2 separate regions of the Gossypium hirsutum genome follow, and region 1 is linked to region 2. The links are chromatin contacts, called in public Hi-C maps. All regions are on one chromosome and are shown on one strand. Each heading gives the region's core, a stretch centred on a gene start, on an enhancer-like site or on the middle of the called end of the contact. The rest is flanking DNA. Distances are from core to core; before and after follow the strand shown.

Evidence for each region. A called contact is a pair of places that touch in the nucleus more often than the background predicts.
Region 1: a contact with region 2 is called in a Hi-C map of leaf, with 5 times the contacts expected there. The contact joins the promoter of LOC107962707 here to the promoter of LOC107962711 in region 2. A contact is called at or near these places in 14 of 34 Hi-C or Micro-C datasets (callus, fibers, hypocotyl and 2 more).

What each region holds. Positions count from the first base shown.
Region 1 is chrA06:16,941,658-16,949,231 of Gossypium_hirsutum_v2.1, reverse strand. It overlaps LOC107962707 (acid phosphatase 1), which reads right to left and starts at 5,503. Exons shown (of 3, transcript XM_016899187.2): 1 at 4,865-5,503; 2 at 3,310-3,519; 3 at 2,934-3,178. The coding sequence starts at 5,262. The coding sequence ends at 3,001. It also overlaps the pseudogene LOC107962706.
Region 2 is chrA06:16,809,640-16,816,538 of Gossypium_hirsutum_v2.1, reverse strand. It overlaps LOC107962711 (probable glutamate carboxypeptidase LAMP1), which reads right to left and starts at 1,990. Exons shown (of 12, transcript XM_016899191.2): 1 at 217-1,990; 2 at 60-127. The coding sequence starts at 1,164.

The DNA of each region.
Region 1 (7,574 bases), core at 4,254-6,753, 130 kb before region 2:
AAGCAATAGATTCATTTAATATTAAACCTGCCAGCCATCGAACAACAATACATTCAAGCTGAACCTTTTCTATTCTTCATTTCGAGATTTTTAGAAATATGAATAATAATCCTAAAAACATTTAAAATAAAATTATATTAAGACATTAAAACAATAATTCATATCACTGGATTTTAATCTTTCATTCAACTTTAAAAAAAAAATGGTAATATCAAATAATAAATGGAAATATTTGGTGTGAAACATTAAATGTGAATGATTAGATTAGTAATATCTATGTATTAATCCTCTGCAATGACCTAAATGCTTCTTGCACCCACCTTATTGAGCCATGTGCCGTAACTCCAATTAACCGCTTTCCACCAACAAGCATGTAAAGCTGCAGCCATCACCCATCTCCATTATTCAAATCCAGGCGACTTGAGTAAATGTGTTTCAAACAATTTGCTGCCACCTTATTGGTATTCTGGACTGGATGGTAATCTAAGCTACGCTCCTTTTATTTCTTTTCTAATTATCAATCGTAACAAAATAGTTGTTTCATGTATACATATCGAAGGTTAAAGTTTTTATATGTCAATTTTAAAAATTTTTGCTATTAATTTGCTCATAATCAGAAAAAATAAAATTGAATAATTAGATAACTCAAAATAATACTAATAATTGGACAATTATTTTGTAATTTTTAATTTAGACGACAAAAAAATTTACTAATTAACTTACCCACGCCGCTGTTGTTATTACCAACATTTCAATAAATAGTGTTTTGTTTTTCCCTTTTTGGTTATTTGAGATTTGAATGTAAGCTAGCCATACAAAATGGAAACAAATGGTGCATGCATTTTGCTTTAGTCATTCACATTCACATGGAATTCTCCATTTTTCTTTCTTTGGATAAATGTTTGTGAACCACACTCCCACTCATCAGTCATCACACACGGAAGGGACCATTACATGTGAACTATTTTACATATGAATCCGGTCGTGTGTACTGGTTGGTTTGAGCCCAAACCTGAAAATGATGACCAAAATTGGTTCTATCTGTTTTGCATAATTTATTGATGGCGTTAAGCCTGTAGAACGCTCTGGCCTGTCTTACACTATAGGCATGGCCATGGATGTTGGCTAAGCAACTCATCATATTCATGAGCTCAGCGCAGCAACAGCCACCCTTTTCTGCAACATTAGTCTCTCAAGTCAACTTCTGCACAGGGAAAAAGTTACTCGTACAATACAATAGGTCCAACCCTATAACCAACCAACCACACATAAAAATAAATAAAGAAAGCATTCAAGAGAAATAAACCCCACCATGTACTCTCTTCAATGCAACACAGCCTCATTTGCACGACATTACAAGCAAACTAACCCCATCACAATAAGCATCTTACTGTCTTCAACATAGGGGGAAAAATGGGGATGTTATGGCTCCTTGCTTTTATCCTTTGGCAGATAATTCCGACACAAGCAGCTATCACTGTGGGAGGTGGTGGTGTTGGCATTAATATCGGCAATGCTGGTGGTGGCGGTGCAGGTGTTTGGATTGGTGGAGGAATCAACAACGGCCCAACTCCATCAAGCCCTTCAGTGTCAAAGCTCACCACTGCTTACACTGCTCTCAAGCATGGAAATCTGCAATCACAGATGACCCATTGGGGATTTTGAAGACTTGGGTTGGCTCAGATGTGTGTACTTATAAAGGGGTATTTTGTGCAGGCCCTGGACCATTTGTTGCAGGCATAGATCTCAACCATGCCAATCTGCAAGGCACTCTGGTTAAGGAACTCTCAGTCCTCACTGATATTTCAATCCTCCACCTTAACAGCAACAGGTTCTCAGGCACCGTTCCCGATACTTTCAAAGACCTTTCGTCACTTCAAGAGTTGGACATTAGTAACAATCGTTTCTCAGGTCCTTTCCCTGCAGTTACTTTATACATTCCCAATCTCGTTTACTTAGACCTTAGGTTCAACAGCTTCTCAGGACCAGTCCCTGAAGACCTATTCAACAAAAGACTTGATGCTATCTTCCTCAACAACAACCAGTTTGAAGGTGAACTTCCTCAAAATCTGGGTAATTCCCCAGCTTCTATGATCAACTTGGCTAACAACAGATTCAGTGGGAACATCCCAGCTAGTTTTGGCATAGCCAGTTCCAAGTTGAAGGAGATTTTACTGCTTAACAACCAGTTAACAGGCTGCATTCCACAAGGTATTGGACTGTTCTCAGAGATGCAAGTTTTCGATGTGAGCCACAACTCACCGATGGGTCATTTGCCAGACACGGTATCTTGCCTGAGTGACATTGAGGTTCTGAATTTGGCACACAATAAACTATCCGGGGTACTCCCCGATTTGGTTTGTTCTTTAGGGAGCCTTATGAATTTGAATGTAGCATACAATTTCTTCTCTGGGTTTAGCCAGGAATGTTCAAAGTTGTCGTTTAGGAAGGGAGGGTTTGATTTCTCGTTGAATTGCTTACCCGGGAGAGACATGCAGAGACCACAACCAGAGTGCTTGGTGATCCCTGGTGGGGGGTTGAGTTGTCTGAGAATTCCTTCTGCACAGCCTCTGGTTTGTGGGGCATTGCTTGGGAACTTGGAGGTTAATGTAACCTCAACATCTCCATGATCTCATCTCCTTACGTTACTAGTTTTTTAGTATAACAGGTTGGCCATAAATCCAAAGCAATGTTTTGCGCGCATTCAAACACTAATTCCATTTTTCACTCAGCAATTCAACGTTTATTCTGGTTTAAGATTATTATTTTCTGGTGTAGCGGCATCATGCTTCAAATTTTTTCCTTTTTCTTGTTTTGACAAAGATGATTTGAAAAGATTTTCAGGACAGGCAAAATCCATAGATCTGCAAGGCCCGCTTAGACTTGTAAGCCATCCAAGATTCTCAGAAAATAAAAGAAAAAAAAAACACTTGTTTAAGATAAACTAGTCATGAAATTTGCATGCTAGAAGTGAAGAATTACAACAAAAGGATTGCTTGTTTAGGCAATGTAATACATTGGATTTGGCAGCTTAAAGGAACGTTTAGCCACTGCAAAACCCAGCAAGTCACTCCATTGATCTCCAGAATTCCCATGAATCCTGTAACCTTCATTTACCAGAACTGATCTCCTCTCAGATTTGAATATGGTCGCTGGCGTCCCTCCATCTGAGGCTCCCCTGTACCATAACCAAAAATTTCATCACCCATTTCTTACCAAGTAATTTTGTTTAATTAAAAACTAGTCCTACGTAGTTTTCCATTGAAAAAGAACCAAAACGGGAACTGCTTGCTTGAAAACTAGACAGACCTCAAGATAAGCCCTTCCCAGCCAGTATACCCAGCTAACTCAAGATTTTTTCTGGTGTCATTCCTCTGATGTTCACTCCGGCCGGTAAGCACAAATATTTTGAACCCCATCTGCTTCAAGCCATTATACAATTTCAAACTCGATGGTATAGCTGGGGCCTTGGCTTCTGCCACCCATTCATCCCAACAGCTCTCGTTAAAAATTTCTGATCTACATTCATCACAAGATAGCTAAGCAACTTCAACAAATGAACACAAGCATAAAAATTTAGGACAAAGTAAACAGATTAAGCAATTTCTTTAAACATGATTCACCGTGCTCGTGTTTTTGCACAATGAAGTGTCAAATGTTCAGGGGAATCCTTTGATTCCCTACACTGAACTTTGCACAAGCCATAAGCACATTCAAAACTAGTAACTAGGATCATAGTATATTCAGATTCTTTCTCCAATGCCAAAACACAACCAAGTCGGATGAAATCATTTTCAAAAGCACCCAACACAGTTTAATCATCTATAACATGACAAATTGCCAATAGGCAAAAAGCTTAACTTAGATGTCAAATTTTCATTTTCGGCAAATGTTACCCAAAATCTTTCAAACCAAGGTTTTTGTTTTGTTTTGTTTTATCATGAACAAATCAATAATTGTTTAGTTTACAATACTGACGTTACAATAAGAAAATTCTAGCATAAGTAAAACCCCATATAAAGTTCTTATTTCAAACCAATGCATTGAAAATCATGAGAGAACGAAATTGCCAAGAAGGGTATTCAATACAAATGCATAAGTATAAATAACATATTATATAATCTTTAAGTCTTAACTAATTTTTCTTTCAAAAAAAAAAAGTCTTAACTAATTTTAAATAATATCAAAGGATATTAAGTAGCAAAATCACTTTTTTTAACCTCTAAATTTAGTCATTATATTCAAGAAAAAAGAATAGAGTATACAATAATTTTCAATTTCCTTACTCAAATATCCAATTTTAATAGGACAATGGTTGAGGTTACCTTAATAATCATAACTTAATGATCGCCTGATTCATAATCATATCAAAAGTTATCTTGCCAAGAAGAAGAGAGCATATCATGCATCCGATAGGGACTCTAGCATTATTTAATGTTAAAAATTTGCGACTGGTTTCCTCATTTATGGTTGACCAAGAAAGGCCATCTAACCTTCCAAGCCAAGACAAATCTGGGCGTGTGTTTTTTTTCTATACCATAAATCCTACCAAAAGCAAAGAAAACGCATTCATTCGAATCTTATCCGATTCATGGTGTTAAGAAAAAAAACGAGGACAGGGTTGACGTACATAGCCGAACCCGTGATTTCTATACCATTAATCCTACCAAAGCAAAGAAAGCGCATTCATTCAAATCTTATCCGATTCATGGTGTTAAAAAAAAACGAGGACAGGGTTGACGTACATACCCGAACCCGTGATTTCTATACCATTAATCCTACCAAAAGCAAAGAAAGCGCATTCATTCGAATCTTATCCGATTCATGGTGTTAAAAAAAAAGAGGGCAGGGTTGACGTACATACCCGAACCCGTGATCCCGATAGTAGGGTAAATTGGTCAACAAAGTCTCGTCGACGTCGAAGACCCAGGCGTCTTTGCCGTCGGATGCGATCTGGACGGTGGAAGCGTAAGCGAGGGAGTAATTAGCGACGACCTCGCAGTCGGAAGCGTAGCGTTGACCGGTCATATAAGCTCTGACGAAAGGAACGCAGCGGGAGGGGATTGCGGCCCAACTTCCTGCGTTATTGGTCTCGACGGCTAACTGCCAGCTGGCACAGTAAAGGTCGTCGTCAATGTTGGATCGAGGAACGCTCGTTGCCGTTGTCGGGAGGCGGATATTGGGTTCAAAAGAAGCCGAAGATTCGAGAACGGAGGTGGTGACGAGGAGTAAGAATAGGAAGGTTAGGGGCTGAGACGCCATTGGAAGTTGAATTCAGTATTTGAGGAGGGAGAGTGTTTTTTTTTCTTTTTCGTTACCTCTCCCAAGCAGTGGCTCATTGATTGTGAGAAAAAGTTTCTATAATTTATTGTGAAAACTGTTGGTTCTCTTCACATTTTAACCATTCATTTTTGGGTTAATAGTTTCCACATGAGTTTCTCCAAATTTACATAATTAGTAATTTGAATTTTTTTAGAATTCACTGTTTTTTGAATTTGTATTTCCTTCACCTAAGTTTGTATTTATGTACTAATACCGTTAATTTATACTCACGTGACACTGATAATTAATTTGTTGGTGACATGTGATAATTTTTTAGTATGCCCGTGATAAATAAATTTAAAATTTTAAAATAACTTTAAAATATATATAAATTAATAAAAAATATTTTTTTACAATAAGAATGAACTTAGACAAAAAAATTATACTCTTTTTTATTAATTAATCTATTTTTAATTTTTTTAATTGATACTCGTCACATGGCGTATTGAGAAATTGTTATATGTCATTGTTAGATTGACCATTAGTGTCACATCAGTATAAACTAACGGTATTAATGCGAAAGTACCAACTTGAGTGATAAAATATAAGCTCAAGTATCAACTAGGTACTTATGGACAAGTTTAGGGAGCAAACTACATATTAACCCTTCATTTTCCAATCATTGTTTAGAATTTGTATTTATGGTAAGGTTAAAATATGCTATTAGTCCCTATACTTGTATAAAATTTAGAATTTAGTCCCAATACTTTAAAAGTTAAAAATTCAATCTATACTTTTTCAATTTAAAAATTTTAATTCAAACATTATTGCTATTGATAGTTTCTGTCAAAAATTATCAATTTATCATGTTTATTTTCCTATCAATCATATGTTATGTCATGTAATTATAGTTTAGTAAAAAAATTCAAGTTGACAAAATTTTGATTGAAATACTTATTATTTTAGTGATTGGGTTGATATTTTAAAATGAAAAAGATAAAAAAGATTTAATTTTCAACTTTTTTAAATATAAAGATTAAAATTTAAAATTGATCAAATTAGGCATATTTTGTGCTGAGTTTAATAAATTATGATGTGGTGTGACGAGTGGTATCATTGGCCAACTTTCCCTTTCGTGATTTCTATATGAAGCATAACAAATAATAATTTGAAACGATCCTAGGCTATTAAGATTGAAACAATAGCTTCCGTAAATGCAAAAGCAACCTAGACACTATTGATTGATATTGAAAGTTTTTCAGAGTTAGGTTTGCAGTTCATCTATCAAATAAATTAGTAAAAAATTCATAAGAAATTTAAAAAATATAAATTCAATTGACTTTTTTTTTTGAATTAATACATCATTCAAACAATCATGTTAATATTAAACTTATCCATGGATGATATCAACTTGAAATATAAAATTAATATTTTATCCAAATATAACAAAATGCATTGTTGTGGGTGGTCATTAGTTTAACACAAATATTGTTGAGGACCTCATGGATAGGCGTCTAAAAAGAGAAACGCTATTAAAATCTCGATTTAGAAAGGAAATCAACCGTACAATTAATAGAGGCAGGGGTGCGGCTATTGTAAGGTTTTTTACCAATTTTGTCGTTCTGAATTTAATTATAAAAAATAAATTAAAAATTCCAAATATATAATAATAGAAACATGCATATTCGTTTCATAAATTATAATAACCAAATTAAATATCTAAATTAACTTAATATTTTAAGAGTTGGAAGAATTATTGATTGGGTAATCACAACCTTGGCTTTTACCCAAACATCTCCCATATATTTCTACTTTCTCAATTGCTCACATAATAAATATTTTTTTCTTGCTTATTTTCTGTCATTTTACCTAAAAAGCCTGTTTTTAAACATTAATAATAGAACTAGGCCGTTTATTAGGTTATTTACCGGATTAGGCTATTTTCCCTGAAAACGCTTTGACGTCAGCGCGCTTTAGTGTCCACATCAGCAAAACGCTCCCCCGGAGAAGCGTTTTGCCACTGTAACGGTCAAAAATTTAACCGTTGGCTTCCAACGGTCCAAAAAAATATATAAAAAGGCCCCCCAAATCATTTTTTCACACAAATCTCTCACAATTTCTATAATTCTCTCAAAATTCCTTTCCCTTCATTTATTTTTCACACAATTCTCTCATAATTCTCAACATTCTTTCAATATTCCCTTCAAAAATCTATCAAATTTCATTAAAATTTTCTCAAAATTCTATCAAAATTCTTTGTTTAAATTTTTTTGAATTTAATTTTTTTTTAAATTAAAAAAATCCAATCTTAT
Region 2 (6,899 bases), core at 741-3,240:
TCCAACACAAATGTGAGTAATTCATATGCAGCAATGTCCATATATGTTTCTGAACTTACCGATCAGGCTCCTCCACTCCTTCAATAACACCCATGACGTTTTGAATTGTTGCTATGACTTGTTTCCCCTGAAAATCTCATTCAAGCAAACCAACCCATTATTGACCATTTAAGTTGTGGTTCATTTTGACAGGTTGACCTATTCATAAATGCTTACATTGTACTCGAGATTCACAACTCCTGGTCCTGGTCCAACTCTGTAAGTTGGGGCATCTTTGCTTCCCTGCCAATTATCTTTTGCAATTTGTCCACCGATTGACCTCAAGATTGTTTCACCATCCGCACCAGATATCGGCATCGAGGGTATTAAAGGAACATCTCCACTGCTCTCCACCTCCTCAACTGACACCCTCTCACACCCTTCACTGCTAGCCCATCCAGGCGTAGTGGGGTCACCAGACCCATTATAGACTGTTCCCACCTGAACCCCACTCGGCGGCATCCATTTGTCATCGGGAAACCACTTTGCATCACCTCCCTCACCTCCATAATCTTTCCTATCAGTATACACCAATGCCCCTATAGCACCAGCTTCAAACGCATTCATCACAATGTCTCCCCTAAAAATCTCTCCGTATCTCGCCAAAGCCACAGTACCAGTAACGTTCACTCCCATTTCTTTCAATGTACCGTAGTCCTCCACCCGCCTATAGTTCACATAAACCACTGGCCCGACAACCGAACCAGACTTGGCATATGCGTGGTTAGTAGGCAGCACTTCATCAGCCACATCTGCATAGGGATCACCCTCGTATATTTCCTGCTTGAGATCAAAAGTTATAGGCGGTTCTGAAGGAGAAGGTGTCAGAGTCAGCGAACGTGAATCTGGGTAGGTTAGTAAAACATCATAGGAGACGATGTGTGCCATGATGTTGCAAGCGGAGAGTGTTGATAGAACATAGGATGCAGCCTCAGCGTTGGCTTGGGAGCCTGCAACATGTGGGCGGCGGGTGAGGGTGCGGAGGTGGTGAGATATGGAGGCATTATCGGACAGGGAACTGGATATAAACAGCGAGTGATAATATGATTTTGGAGGGGGAGAAAAGTGGAGAATAAAGAAAGAGGTGGCTATGGCTAGGAACGTGGCTCCGGTGGTTTTCAACATGGAAGCTTAATCGGTCTTCAATGCCTAATTCGTTTTGACTGTTGAGGTTCTATTTGGTTTTGCAATGATGGGCTGAGGAAGAAAATAGATTTAAACTATTAGATACTGATTGAATGAATAAAAATATAATATATATATTTATGATTTGCTGCTAACGAAGGATGATAAAATGGCAATATGGCAATGTTTTAGTAGCAGTGTTGGATATTTCATATCGATATCCCTTTGTTTTTCTTGGTTTAATCTTTGGATTCTTAATTTTTGTTTTGTTGTTATCATTGTGACAAATGTTTAGTCTTATGATGTGATTGGGAATGTAAGCCTAACCTTTTGATGATTCCAAACCCCATCCATTACAAAATACAAACATTGAGGTAGAAACTCAACTCGTTTGAGTTGGATTGTTTCTTCTTATCTTTCCCTAAAAGTAGCTAAACTTGTATCCACTGATGTAATAACGTCAACTACCAAAGGCAGGAGACTGTGGAGCAACTTGACATTTAGTTCATGGCAATTTTATTGATTAAATTAAGGGCTGTCTGAAAGTAGAAAGGGTATTGTGGGTCTAGAACATTGGAACTCTTGGAAATTTGTACAGATATGATCACGGGCTTAGATGAAGATGTCCTAAAAGTACGTTTTTTCCTTGAGAGCCACCCCTTTGGCTGCCCTTTTCTAGTTTTACACTCTAAAAAGCTTCATTCTTTCACTCAATTTCTCTCTATATCCTCCCTCCTTATTTTATTTTGTTTTCTTTTTTGAGTAAAGGGGATAACTACTAATATTTTTTTTGGCTTCAATTCCAGAAACATGGGAGGTGGTCCTTCTGCCACGTGTCCTCCACCCTCAAATTGAATTCCAGAAATTCATCTCTATCCACTTCCGATGCTCTTTGACTTGTATGTTTGCTGGGCCTGTATATATATTATGTTCATTTTGGGCCTGCATCTGAATGCTCATTGCTCATATATCTTCTCTAACTTTAAAACTTAAATATCCATTCTATTATTTAAATATTTAATTAAGTAAATATCACGAGTTAACCAGCCATCATCTTGATTTGAAAAATTAAAAAGTTATTTTTTCATAATTAAAATAAATTATATTATTCAATGATATTTTATGTTGAAAAAATTCAGTTTAGAAAATAATTTTGTTGCATGACAAAAAAATAATTAATTTTTCTAAAACCGAACTATTATATTATTTATAGCAATAAACTCTTTATTAAATTTATACTTATGTTTTGGAACAAGTGGTAAAGAAAGTTCCCAGCTTTCGACCAAAGTGATCTTTTCCACTATTCTCGCACCTATGCTTGCTTATAATGTAGGCTTTAATCACGAACCGATGAACACAATGAAAACTTTATTGATGCTAAGTGGAAACATCAATCTCTCTCAAGCACTAGAAACTAAAAGGCACTCTCTGAAGATTTAGAATTTATTTAGAGGAATAAATCTCACTAAATTTTGATAAAGTGTCAAAGCTTAATGTGGTTTGTCTTTTGACATTGCCATGGTCTCTATTTAAAGAGGAAATCACAAAAATACTAGTTGAATAAAAAAATTTATTTTAATAGAAAAATACACCTACCCCTACTGAGAAAGGCTATAAGTGGCGACACCCTTGTTCCATCTATGGGATCTAGGGTTGCCACTCATCATGTTACAATATGGGATTTTGGGCTTGTCATGTGTATTAGGTATAATTATATGTATTATTTAGTTTTTAAACCAACTCAATAATTTAATCAACTCAATAAACAAATTTCTATTCCCAACATATTATTTGTGTAAATAAATAAATTTAATTTATTTCCTAATTCAATTATTTTCTCAACCCAATTCTAACTCTATTGAAGTTATGACAATTTTTTTAGGGGTCGTAACAAAGGTATCCACTGATGACACCATACAAACCTCATAGTTAAGTCATGACACCTTTACCATACTAGAATTTATGGCTAAATAAATTTAATTAACTTCTTCAATAAAATTGCTATAACTAATTAATTTAATTTTCACTTTAAAATTTAATTATTTAATTGCATTCAATTTGTTTTTCTAAGTCATCTTTTGGCTCATAGCTGGGAAACACATTCACTACTAATATTGATACATACAATCCATTTCTCTAATTTGTTTTTCTCATTTATTTTCATCTCATTGATTTAAATGCAAACCATCAGGTTATACTGAACTAGCTGAAGGACAGATTGAACATATATAATTAGGACTCAAATAATCTGTAATTAAGTTTTGATCATTTATCTATTGATTGCAACATTATTTAGTCATGAAGTGTTAAGAATACAAGTATACCTTAGCTAAGCCTGGTTGTTAGTCAGTTTTAAGAGTTAGTTTTATGAGCTATTAGTTTGTTACTTAATCAGCTAGGTTGAGCAGTTACTACATTATTCTATAAATTCAAGTCTCCTCAATGTATTTCACAAGTTAAGAAGTCTAAATACAGAATACATTATTTTATTCTGTTTATGTTTACCATAGTAGCTTACATGGTATCAGTCGCCTAGAAGTGTTTTGGGACCTACCTCAATGACCACCACTGCTTTTATTGATTCGTCCGCCGTTGATCCTGGCTATTTAGCATTTACTGGTACTCGGCTAGTCCAGTCTTTTCTATGGTATGAGATGATCAAGCTCGATGAAGGCACGTTTGTTCAGTGTCAGCAACACGTTAGGATGATTGTCGAGGGTTATAAACTGATCGGTTTTCTCGATGGCACTTTGGCTAGTCTATCGCGGTTTGTGCAGTCTCTAGAGGCTCACTCATTTCGAATCCAGATGCTTTAGCTTTTGTGCAACAAGATCGATTATTAGCTTCATGGCTCCTTTCCACAATTAATCCTTCCATTTTGTCTTCTTTTATGGAAGCTCGATCTGCTTGTGATATGTGGACTACTACAACTCGTCTTTTTTCTCCTCTCACCGATGCGAAGCTTGCTCATATTCGACACGATTTGCTTTCCCTCAAGAAAGGCAGCCTTTCAATCAAAGAATTTGTGGCCAAGATTCAGAATATGAGTGCTTTGATAGCTGCCTCTGGTTTGCGCATCTCCGAAGAAGAGAAGGTCGAGACTCTGCTTGTAGGCTTACCCTCTAATTTTGATTCTGTCATTACGCTCGCCTCGTTCTCGTCGGAACCTTTTCAATTTCAATGACTTGTTGAAGTGCTTCTTTAGTACGAGAATCATTAGGCGCGTGTGGCTCCAGAGATACCTCTTCATGTTAATCTCTTGGAGACTGTTCCATCACCGATCATAGGGGCTCTATTCGTGGTGCTCGTCCCCCATCTGGAGGCTGTGGGCGTGGGTTCCGATCTAGAGTTCAGTACCAAATTTACGGATGGTTTGGGCATCTTGCTCAACGGTGTTTCTACCACTACAACCGTGACCATGAGGAACTGTCGCTGGATGCTCGAGAGTCGTCTCCGGTAGATCGTTGATCGTTGCCGATTTATGGTGGGTGTATGAGCCCATTTTGCCCGGGCCTAGTGCCAAAAAATAAAACAAAATAAATAAAATACCCAGGCCCAAAATTAGGAAAACCCTAACCCACCAAACTTAAACAAAAATTTCAGATCAGAGGAAACCCTAGCCTCCAAGCGCCGCGTGTGTGCCGCCCCACCTTCTCGTCTGCCACGCCTCCGGCCCATACCTCCACTCACGCGTTTCTGCCACCACTGTCGGCCACGGACACCTGCAAAACGAAGCACACGCAACAGAAAAAGGCCGAATAGGAAAAGAATGAAACAGATATGAAGAGTTTGTAATCTATAAAAGCCACAAGCAATTTCTTGTAAAAAGAAAAAAAGAGGATAGCAATAAAATATAGATCTTGAATCAAAGAAGGTGATTATTTCGTTTTTTTTGGTGTGCGTTTTAGATCTAATTTTTTTTTATATTATTTTTCCGTTTTTATTTACGAAAATAAAAAATAAAAGGGAAGAGAAGAAACTCACCTAGGGTCGCATGCAAGGTCCGTCGCCGGAACCGCCTTGGTCGGTGAAATCGGGACCGAAGGGAGGCCATGGGGGTTTCTTTTCTTTCGGCCTTCGAGCCCAGAGGCTTCGGCCTTCAAATGGCCTTTAAATCGGGTTAAAAACCGGACTTTTGCGTTGCTCCGATCACCGATGACGGCGGAGTCACGGCGGCGCTACGGTGGCCTTCGGCCGGAACCCTTGGACCGGAGAAGGGGAGTTTGAGAGGATTTGAGAAACCCTCAAAGTTTCTTTTTTTTTTTTTAAACTGGGCTGATGTTCTTTTTTTTTGTTTTAATTAGGCTATTTATATAGGTATCTACACGGCGTCGTTTTGGGCTTAAGTGACGATAGCCAAAACGACGTCGTTTCGCGTTTGACCCAAAGACCCGACCCGATTAAGCAGAGGATCCGCGCGTCCTCAAGGCTGAATGGGTTATTTGCGCTGCGGATCCTTCAGTTTTATTGTCTGTCTTCAATGCAGTCCTTTTACCCTTTTTAGCATTTTTAATTTGACCCCATATTCTTTGCACTTGTCTCAGTTTAGTCCTGCGCAAAACGGCGCGCTTAAGGAATGGGGATATTTCCCAATCAGTCCCTCATTCTTTAAGCGCATCCTATTTTGGTCCCTTGTGACCTTCTTGATTTATTTGCAATTAAAGCCTCAAATTTTAATTTCATTCCAACCTCATCCTCGGTTTATTTAATTTATTTATTTGTAGAAAATGTTCTTTATCGTTACTTATTTTTAAGTTTTTACAGTCATTATTTATTTGAAGTTATTTACATTAAATTTATTTTCTTATATATATATATCATTTTTTATAACTTATGTATGAACATCTTTCAAGTTTTTTTTATGTACGCATATATGTATATTTTCCAAACTATTTTATTGGTTCTATTTTAAATATACTATTTATTTTCAATTGTTTCTTTTATTATTTATTTATTGTCTAATTTTATATATATTCTATTTATTTGGAACGTTATTATTTGTTTTGAAATGCCTTCACAAATCATTCATTTTGAGCCGTTATTTTCTTAAATTAGTTTATATATTGTTTTGTTTTGTTCGTTTAGGTCATTGATATTTGTATTAGATATGTTGTGTGTTCATTGCCGTTGTGCGTACTATAATTTGCTTATTCGTATCCTTGTATATTTGTCATGCATGGATGTACCATTTTATTCGTAAATTGTTATGCCATGTTCCGTTATCATTCAATTTCATTTCATCACTTCGAAGTTACGCTCAATTTTGTACACTCCAATAATAAATCATTGTATTTTGCCCTAAATAAAACAAATGCATCTCGTTCGAGTATTGTACTCGCAATTATTCAAAAAGGGAAGGTTTTAAATTAAGGCAATATTTCGCGTTCGGAAAATTCGAGAAGACGTGCCCTAACGTGCTGGGTTTCGATTTCTCGTTCGACCGAATGGCCAAATACCCTTTTAAACTTTCAATAATAATGGCAATATTCAATATTTAGAAAATTCGAGAAAATCGTGCCCTAACTCACTGAGCTTCGATTTTTCTCGCGTCGATTCTAAATAACTGAATATCCTTTTTTTAAAAAATTAAAATGCATGCGGTTTAAATACAAAATAAAAGGCAAGCTTACTCTCAAAATACGAGGTGTCATGTCCTAACATACTGGATGTGACATCTTGTTAATTCAAGATAAGAAGACATTCTTTATTCTGATTTATCCGAGTCATTTTTAAAA